Linked DNA regions of Anas platyrhynchos: region 2 is linked to region 1. A link is a contact called in public Hi-C data. All regions are on one chromosome and are shown on one strand. The core of a region is the stretch at or near the end of the contact, and the rest is flanking DNA. Distances in the headings are between cores, read along the strand shown.

Region 1 (5,003 bases), core at 1,523-4,022:
GATCAAATTAGAACAGAGAAGCAGAATGTTATTTTGAATTGGAGCCCGTCTGACTCCCATTGTTACTGTGTTACTCTAGGCATATTTTATCGTGGATTTTTCTTACTTTCTGAAGCTCATTATGCAGCATGGTATGTGAGGAAAACACTGTGATGTAGTCAGCAATGTGCTCTTGCTGCAGTAAAGGTAAACTGCATAATGACTAGCAAGAGCTTAGCCATCAAGTTATGTTAAGGGAAGTGTTTTGTTTCTTGATAACACACAATTAACAAGACTGCATCTGGAGCATTGTGTCTGGTTTCTCCTCCTGCAGTGCCCAGTGTAAGAGAGAAATTCAGAAATGGAAGGGGACTGGCAAAGACCTGCTGAGAAGGCCAGGAGGCTGCAGCACACGGACAGGGCAGAGGAGTTGGGGTTGTTTTGCCTGGAGAAGTCTAATGGAGAACTTAATTACAGCCTTTCACCCTCAAAAGTGAGGTTACAGAGAAAATGGAAATAAAGTCCTCTCAGGGGTCAACACTGAAAGGACAGGAGGCAATCATTCCAAGAAACAACAAGAAATTTCTAATTGGGTATGAGAAGAAATAGATATCTTCACTGAGGCACTGGTAAAGCACTGAAAGAGGCTGTCCAGAGATACTGGGTGTTTTCAGAGTATGACTGGACAGGTCTCTCAGTAGCCTGATCTTTGGACTTATACCTTCCTCTAACAGGTTTGAATAAGTGACATCCTTCTGATTTTTATTATTATTATTTTATTTTGATCCTGTATTTGTGAACAGATAGTGAGATGTTGCTAAAATGCATGTGTTTTTAGGTGACGCTGAATTCCACAGAGAGCATCTATCACATTTACAAATAGATAATTTTACCAGGAAATCTGAACTTTCAGCAATGTTTCCCCATTGTCCCATTGGATGGAAGTACTAGGGAAAGCAGTGACTATTTTTTTAGAGCGTGTTCATGGGTGGGGCTGTTGTACTCCAGAGACTTCACAAACAGCCACTCAGAGCCTTTCTGCCAAGTTTCTTTCAAAATCACCCTTGTCCTACCCCCATGGACCTTGCTGATCACTGAAAATGCCAAGAGGGTTTTGAAATCTCAGTGTGAATTTTGTGTTTCTCTGGGAGGAAGCTGTAAAACTGCTGAACAATTTTTGGGGTGTGAACATTAGGCCCTTTCCAGGACCACTTGCTCAGGTAAGTGTGGACACTGTCCAGTGATGCTCTCCAGCAACTGCTAGCTTTAATGACAAGTGTTCATTCAGGCCCTGAATGAACAGAGATTTCTCCATTCTTGCTTATAACATACATTTACTATCAATTTGCAGTGCCCAAGGTACTGGATTTTTTTGGGGGTGTGGGGGGGGGAGAGAAAAAGGATAAATAAAAGTGATACATTTATTTGATCTCCTGCTGTTTCTCTGTGTATATATAGGATGACAAAGAAGCCAACAGACCCATACCAAACAAAGGAGAACGTGGACTAGGAAATGAGAAGTTCAAACCTGTGGTACCTTGGCCTCATGTTGAAGGCGTGGAAGTGGACTTGGAATCCATTCGAAGGAAAAATAAGGCCAAAAATGAACTAAATCAGCATGGTGGTGGTGATAACAATCAGCAAAATGTCATCCAGAGGCAGTATCTCACATTTAAGCCTCAGACATTTGTATACCGAGATCCTGTTTTACGACCTGGAGTCCTTGGTAATTTTGAACCCAAAGAGCCCGAGCCTCACGGAGTTGTTGGTGGCCCTGGAGAGGAAGCGAAGCCATATGTTTTAGGACCAGATTACAAAGAATCCATTCAAGCCAGCATTAAAGAATTTGGGTTTAATATGGTGGCAAGTGATATGATTTCACTAGATCGGAGCGTTAATGACTTGCGTCAAGAAGAGTAAGCAAACTTTTTGTTTTCTTTTAGTTCTGTTTTTATGAGGTTTAATTATTTTCTTTCCATGGATCTTAATTGATGCTTAAAATAATATTATTAATTAGGCCAAGTACTTGAGACTTCTTGTCCTGACAGGCAAATGTGCTGTACTGTACCAAATGTTTCCATATGTTATTCTTAATGCTGTTCCAATTATTCCTTTCACGAACACTTAATCTATATTGATTTGTCTCTGAAGTCATCCAGTCTAATTGCATATATTTAGATGTTCCATGTCCAGTCAGTCTTCCTTGTTGTGTGTTCTCTTTATAGTCCATAACTTCTTAAGATTTGCTTTTAAGAATGCTTTTTTTAATTATTATTTCATACGTAAGTTCCTATAGTATGTTTTATTTAGTTATGATTTCATGCCAATGCTTAAAAAAAAAAAAAAAAAAAAAGAGAGAGAACATGAAGTAATATTGTTCCCTTTAAATAACTCTGCTTAGTTACCTGCATTAGCAAGAGTATAGATCTGCCATACTGGAGTTTGGATTTTGGAGCTGACAGCAGATTAATCTTCTACCTACGCTTCTTACTGCATTTATCATAAAGAAGGAACTAATCTTAGGGGAAAAAAAATAATAATAACTTGCCTGGGATTAGCTTTTTTACGTTGGACAGGAGGGTGTGTGAATTTAGGTACAAAATGATGTATTGCCTGTTTTCTCTCTCCTCTCCTCCCCAGCAGAGAGGGGGTGCTCTGCCAGTCCTGGGGTTTGGTGCCCACCTCGACACTGCACGCTTCCAGCTGTGGCAGCTGATCTGTTTGGTTGGTCACTGGTTGCTCACTGGGACTGTACTGTGGCCTTTCATAAAAACAGTGTTTTTCCATGCTGTGAGGTGGGAGACAGCCGGCCAGCTGTGAGCCTGACTCATGCTTGTGCAAGCACTGCTGCGTGAATTTACTGCCTGCTGTGCATTTGTTAAAATGACTGAAGTGCACAGATTACAGCGCCTCTCTTTCTTCATGCCATGTTCCCTGGGTGACTTACTAAAGGTTTCCACCTGCCTGAAGCTGGAGGAGAAAAACGAGTCTGTCAGCTGCTAGTGGCAGGGAAAGGTTCGCTATCTTGAGGTTCACTTTAATTTTATTTCTTCACTGCAGTCAGCAGTTGGGCCTCTGTGCTGAAGAGATTTTTTGAAGGGGAGGAAATGCTCCAGGTAACCTGTTTGGGCTAGCATTTCCTTCCAGGTGGCCGTTCCCTAAGCATTGCTGCTTTTGTTGTGGTGTTGGCAGCCACTGAGGCCCTTTTTGTAAGAGGCAACAGGACTACAGACACTTGGAAAGAAAAATGGTTTCCCCACCAGGTGTGGTGGTGAACTGAGCAGAGTGAAGCTGTTCGGAGTCAAGAGTTTGTGTTAGCAGGGTTCATTTTGGCCCTGCCTTCCTCAGGAGAGTGGGAAGACAGAGGGTGGGAGCGTGCTCCTTTCTTTGTTCTCTGCTCTGCCCGCACAGCTGAGCAGAAATGGCAGCATGTCCTATGACATGTCCTATGAAGGTGGGACCAGGCTGCCTCAGCTTAGGCTACTGACCCTATCTTTGGCAGCCGAGCTCCATGACTTCATTCTGCCCATTTTTCCCCAAGGTGGAAAGCATCAGAGAGACTACATATCTGCCAAGTAGTTCCCCACCTGTAATCTCAGAGTTTATCTTTACTAGTACTCTAAAGACAGAAATTCCCTAAGAAGACTTAAATGCTTTGAGGAATAGAAGAGACAGCCACGATTAGATCAGAAATTTAAAAGAGTTTCCTCCAAGTTCACTTGCAGATAAGTCTTCCATGGAGGTCAAAGCCAGCAGATCAAATCAAAGTTAGGTTTTACTGTTTAATATCCTATGCAAGCATACAAAACAGCACAAAAATGTTAACAAAACACATCTTTCAGGCAACTTGATATAAATTATTTTGTATAATGAATACCCAGGACGCTTGCAATTATTCTGAATAGTTTAAATGTTTATTGTTTCAATGTGTTTCCTGGGAAAGGCAGAAGAGAGGGAAAGCAATGTAGGATTGGCAGGGGCTGTTTTCAGATATTGTATTTTTTTTCCTGCTCATCCCCCTGCTACTGGGAAGAAATGTAGCAAAAAGGTAGCAGATGGCCTGTTGGATGAATTATTTTCCCATTTATTTTCCTTCCCCTTTTCATCCTACTGATCTCTTTAGGAGGTCATTTTAGTTGGTAAGGCTGGTCAACATTCAGCATAATCCTACTGAAGAACAGTATAATCATCCTTTTTTTTGGTTGCCAGCATTGCTAATTGAGGAAGATATTTCAGGCAAAGACAGAGTTTGTTCAGAGGTGTTCAAATCCAGGTAGGCCTCACCTCTGCCTTTTCCTTGAGGCATAAAAATTCTTCAGTGTTACCCTCAGCACTCAGATTGGTTCAGGGAAGTACGCCAAGTGCTTCCCCAGGTGGTGTTGGCAGGAGTGAAATAGCACTGCAAGAGCTGAGTCTCTCAGCTTAAAAGCCATGAAGCCTTGAGGCTCGACTCTGCTGAAAGGGGAAGAGGGAAGAAATGCCTGTGAAGGGGGATTCAGTCCTGCTATGGTCAGATTTGTCTTTCGAGTCAGGCACATACGTGGCCAAGGTGATTTGCCAGCTGCTGTTATTGATTCAGCAGGAACTTTGCTGGGGACTGTGGGCTGTCTCGGCTGCCATAAAAAGCCTCTTGCTGCCCCCTGTAGAGAGAAATAATATTGGATGACGTGTTGATATGGTTTGTCAGGTACATCGGAAAATGTTCCTTTGGCTAGTACTGCGTATTCCTGCCTGGTGTATTGTAACCAGGCAGTTTTGAGGTTGAAGGCAAACACTTCTGTTGGCATGAAAGTCACAGGTTCGGTTAAATGAAACCAAGAATGTATGGGGTACTGAAATATCTGTGTACAAAATTTCAAATCATCTCACTTCAGCCTTTCAGCACTCTGCAGGAGGGCCAAGGGAACCATAAGCTGGGTTTAGGTGGAGCAATACTTGTTCCATTTTACTTCTGGTTGCAAAGAAATGGGGGCAGGCTTAGCAGACCCTGTCCAAAACCTCTGTACAGTTGCTGGAAGAAAACT
Region 2 (4,682 bases), core at 915-3,414, 75 kb before region 1:
GCTGTTCAAATAAAGAATAGGTCATTCCAGGAGCTGGTGCTCTATCCTGTAAAAAGTAAGACCCACCACATATATATAACTGAGTCTCAAGTCCCTCAGCTTCTAAGGTAGCTAAATTCCTAGCTCCTTAATGTTGGAAGCTCTGTTCTGCAACCTGGTTTAATGTAAGATGTCACTGCTTGGTTTTGCAGATTCGAAACGTGGCAGCCAATCTCTGTGTGGACAGTAAACATGGAGCCACGGGGACTGAGCTGAGGCTAGACATTTGTGTGAAGGATGGCTCAGAACGGACATGGTCACATGAACAGGTATTTTAACAGCTAAAAGACAAAAGCACTGTCAAATTGTTACATCTTTTTTCCAATTTCTGAAGGTTTCCTCTTTTTATTAAGACAAAACAAGGCGTAGAAATTATTTTTGACTGATTGCTGACCTTAGTAGTTTTTTAAAAAGTATGCTTTAACCTAACCTCAGAATTTTGTCGTCTGTGCTATATATTCTTCTGAATTTCCAACAGGAATTGTAATATCCAAAGAGCTTTGGGGTGCCCCATTCTACCTCATTGTGTCATGAAAACACTTTGATTTCAGTTCACTTACCTTAAAATATTTTAAATATACTACCTGGGCATGTAAAGATCTACTGGTTGTCTCCTTTTATACTTTCATCTCAATAAACAGTAAGTGGTCGTATGTTAAGTGAATAAGAAGTATAAGCGAGATAAATGGGGTGAAAGCCAGAAAGGGTTTCACATGGATAAGGGATTATAAAGACTCAAACATCCTTTTATCTGGGTAAGTTAGGAAGAAAAATATTACCTCCCAGGAGTATGGAGGAAAAGATCTCTCATTTGTACTCACCATGATTGTGAGTGCCATAGGAAAGAAATCATGACTCACTAGCTCTGGCCAACATGAGCAAAGAGAATCTGGACAAAAAATACAACCTGACCATTTATTAGCAATTCTAGTGAACATGTCTTCCACACAGCAAAGTCACGGATTAGAAAAAATCACCAATGCTGAAGAGAAAAATTGACTTGGCAGTCATACATGGCACTTCTAAAGATATTAAAAGCTCAAGAGAGAGGAGTTCTGAGGGATATTTGAAGTGCTAAGGTCAAAAAATCATTCTCTGAGGATACTGAGAAATGCAGGGGGAGGTGTGTTAGTGAATGAAGTTAAGAAGCTAAAGAATGATCACAATTTAGATAAGTGCCAACACAAGGGAAATGAGATTGCCGAAAGAAGGCTTCTTCATATAGCTAGCAAAGGTAAAGCACAGCAAAAGGGTGCTGAAGTAGATATATATATATATATATATATATTTATGAAAGACATCCAGTAATTCAAACAACTATTTAAAGGAATTTTTATGGTCCAGACCAGACCATCATTTTGACCTCTAGTTTTAAAATCTGCAAACATAAAGAGGTCCAAACTCTCACCAAGAATAGAGGGGGCCCACTGCCAGATATGAGGGAAAAGAGGGAAGAAAACTGGATGAAAAGTGGCTAAAAAGAAACAACAACAACAAAAAAATACCAGGGAAGCAGAAAAAAGGGAGTCTTGAAATATCATTTGAAGGTGAGTTCTGGTTCTGGTGAGGACACAAAGGGAGAATACCATCAGGAAGGACTCTGTGTTTCACTGCATTCCAGCACATCATGATGCTTGGAAACAAATTCAATGCAATAGTCCCCATTCTACACTAATAACAAAAAGTAACTTCATTAAGATAAATAGGGTTAAGTTAACACAGAACAAGTTCAACCAACCTCAAAGTGCTGAGCCAAAACTATGAAACCTCCCAAACTGCTTGACGTGTGCCTCGAGGGAATCATGAATTATTTCTGCGAGGCTGGAGTAGAACAGCACGTACCTCCTCGCCACAGAATAGCGTTCAAAACACTGCAAGGGAACATTTTTCTGAACAGCATGGTACAGTTGCATTGGACAAGGACTGCCAAAACCCAAGCCAAGCAATTTAATTCAATTTTCTGAACAGTTCAGTGACTTTTCTGGGTTGCTTAAGAGGGGCAGGAGCAGGATCACACAGCTGATTTTGTTCGTTTTTCTTACACATTTCTCCTTTTCCAAGAGCTACTGTTTAAAGTGTGTAATTCAGAAAACAAGCAGCAGAGGGCAGCTCCGCACAAGCTGAACGCAAACGGGCCCCAAGGAAGGTTAATGAATTAGCAGCGTTGGGTGCTTCTCGGTGATGACAACCAGAAAAGATGGAGCTTTTCAGCTCTGACAGAGAAGGGTGAAAATTAATGGCTTTAAGTTCCCCACACACCTGCCCCATCAAATAATAATAATAATATTTAACACTCAAAATAGTCTGTTTTCCTTTGCTAAAATGGGGATTGTTTGGATTTGTTTGTGGTGTGTTGTTTGTGTTTTTTTGTTGTTGTTGTTTTTGTCCCAGGAGACAGGACCACATTCAAAAGCTGTTGTTCCAACTGACAGGAGCGTAGGTGCCATTAGTTTATCTACCTGTCAATGTAATTCCAGAAATCATGAGAAATGTTGAAGAATCCCTAGAAGAAAATTAGGGTAACATAAATACAATTTCACTTTCTCCTAGAAAAAGTTCACTTCACTTTCTCCTCTATTTTCTAAAACTAGAAAATAGAACTTTTAGAATAAAGATGATTGGCATAATATCCATTACTGTATTACTAAGTAACTTTATTTGCATAATCTTATTACTTTTAATATCCTATTGGTTTCTTGATTAGTATAGAAACAAAATGAAACTGGTTGTACTCAAATATTCAGACTCCTGATACAAGACACGTTCACGTATCTGGTAGATTTCAAGGGTGAGTCTGTGCAAGGTACAGGTTTTCAAGATACCAGTTAAGAAAGAGAGGAAAGAATTACAGAATCTCATAAACTTTAAGATGAAGCAGACTAGATAGTAGACTTGGCTGAAACTCAGAATTTTTATCCTACAGAAAATGACAGTACATGCAGATTATCCAGAGGAGAATTTTTGGTTTTCTTGTAGAAAAGAAATTCTGAAAATACTTAATTTGGGAAGGTAAAAATGTTCTGGTGATGCAGAGCTTGATTTTTTTTCAGAAACAAGATAGCATCCTTTTCCCTCCTTTTCCAGAAGTTTTCCTCAGTGGAGAGACAGTATGCACTGATGTTAGCAGCCAATTTTCCACTGCTCTAGCCGTAGCTGATGCCTTTGTGTCTTGTAGCTCCTCAGGAACCCAGAGGGCAAAATCTCAATTTCCACCCTGGCAAGCAAAATCTGCCTTTGTGTTAGTGACAGGTGGTAGGGAGAAAAAAATCCCACAAAGGTATATTTTAGATTGGTGTATTTTGATGAAAATTTCTTGACTAGCTGTCCTTATTCAGTCCCAAAGACTACACAGTCAGAAATGTTACCTGCAGTAGATGTTATGATCACAGTCTAATGAAGCAGCTCCCAAGGAGAAAGAAGGTGATCTACTTGCACCCACAGTAAGCTGTGAAGATCAGCTTTGTTAAAGAGTGTTTGGGAAGAAATGCAAAAGAGCTCACCAGCCCTCAGATAGCTCCTCCTTATTGCTAGTACCTTCTTGAATTTGTTGCTTACAAGATTTCTATGTATGCCAGTAGACGCTAGCAGTATTAATAAAATTATCAAGCATTTTACTGTCATGTTTCAAGTAGAGTTGACTGACACTGAGCTGGTCTTGTAACTCGTGGTGTAAATTTACAGGGAGTTCTTTGAAAAATACATGATATGGCTGGTGTAGTGGATGTTAGTGCTGATGGTATCACTAGATAGAGTCACGACCCCATGTTCTCCTTGATTCAGCCCCTTAGCAGCCCCTTAGGAGACCTTCCACCCCAGAGCTATAAAAGCAAACAGCAGGCAAAAGCTTTGTGGATGTCTTGCACCTTTTCTGGTGAATAGGAGAAGAATCAGAAGTGAAGGTGATTGTTACTGAGGTTTCTAGAAACTTCCTCAGAATTAAAATACAGAGGGGAAGGAAAGGGGCGGGAGGGTGGCACATCTTGGCAATCTTCCAACTCTCTCTTCTCAGAACTGCTACCTGGTTTGAGGGAAAATGGGCCCAACCAAAGAGCAGCAAAGGATGTAGTGGCAGGAATTCTCTTTGTCCTCCAGGCTCGCCAGGGAGTGAGTGGACAAGCATCATCTCCAGCCCAACCCAGCCAGTAGCTGTGCAATCCACCCAGCTCTGTCTTCTAAGAGATAAAAACTCAAGTCAAAGTCTAGTTCACAAATATGACATTTTGTCCTTGTGCGGGGTGCGTGTTGTCTGCTTAAATCTTGTGCTATGGCCTGAGCACAACACTTGCTGACAGAGCCTGGCCAGGCAGCAAGCAACCAACGAATGTTGTCAAGTTGGAGAGCATTAATGGTTTCAAAAGGGCCTTTGTCCTGTAGACAGTCCCAAAACAGTGGCTGTGTCAGGCAATCATTTTTCAGGCCCAGTGCCAATTACAAATTAAGCTCTTCTTAAAAAACTAGAGAGATGGAAAGCAGTATTTTTCCAAGCTGTCCTGTGACTGGGCTAGGCCTCATCAAAAGCTAAAGCACACAGGCTGAGAAAATACTTGTTTGCAAACACAGAGGATGGGGCCTTGTTTTACAGGGTCTGTGGTAGGATAGGAGGTGGAGGAGGAGGGGGAAAGGAGCCAAAAGCAGAGAGAGTT

Evidence for each region. Hi-C and Micro-C count contacts between places; a contact is called where the count stands out from the background.
Region 2: a contact with region 1 is called in a Hi-C map of subcutaneous adipose tissue, with 3 times the contacts expected there. The contact joins two enhancer-like sites. A contact is called at or near these places in 4 of 8 Hi-C or Micro-C datasets (F1 follicle, liver, skeletal muscle and 1 more).

What each region holds. Positions count from the first base shown.
Region 1 is chr4:28,180,905-28,185,907 of IASCAAS_PekinDuck_T2T, reverse strand. It overlaps GALNT7 (polypeptide N-acetylgalactosaminyltransferase 7), which reads left to right. Exons shown (of 12, transcript XM_038178954.2): 2 at 1,438-1,895. Among named protein-coding and RNA genes, the nearest start is that of GALNT7, 33 kb to the left of the region's middle. Within about 2 kb of position 2,772, at least 3 of the 8 cell types and tissues checked have an H3K27ac peak or open chromatin away from gene starts, as enhancers often do. A contact at or near this core is called in subcutaneous adipose tissue, where this site is marked.
Region 2 is chr4:28,255,388-28,260,069 of IASCAAS_PekinDuck_T2T, reverse strand. GALNTL6 (polypeptide N-acetylgalactosaminyltransferase like 6) reads left to right here. Exons shown (of 15, transcript XR_011809020.1): 10 at 192-308. Among named protein-coding and RNA genes, the nearest start is that of GALNT7, 42 kb to the right of the region's middle. Within about 2 kb of position 2,164, at least 1 of the 8 cell types and tissues checked has an H3K27ac peak or open chromatin away from gene starts, as enhancers often do. A contact at or near this core is called in subcutaneous adipose tissue, where this site is marked.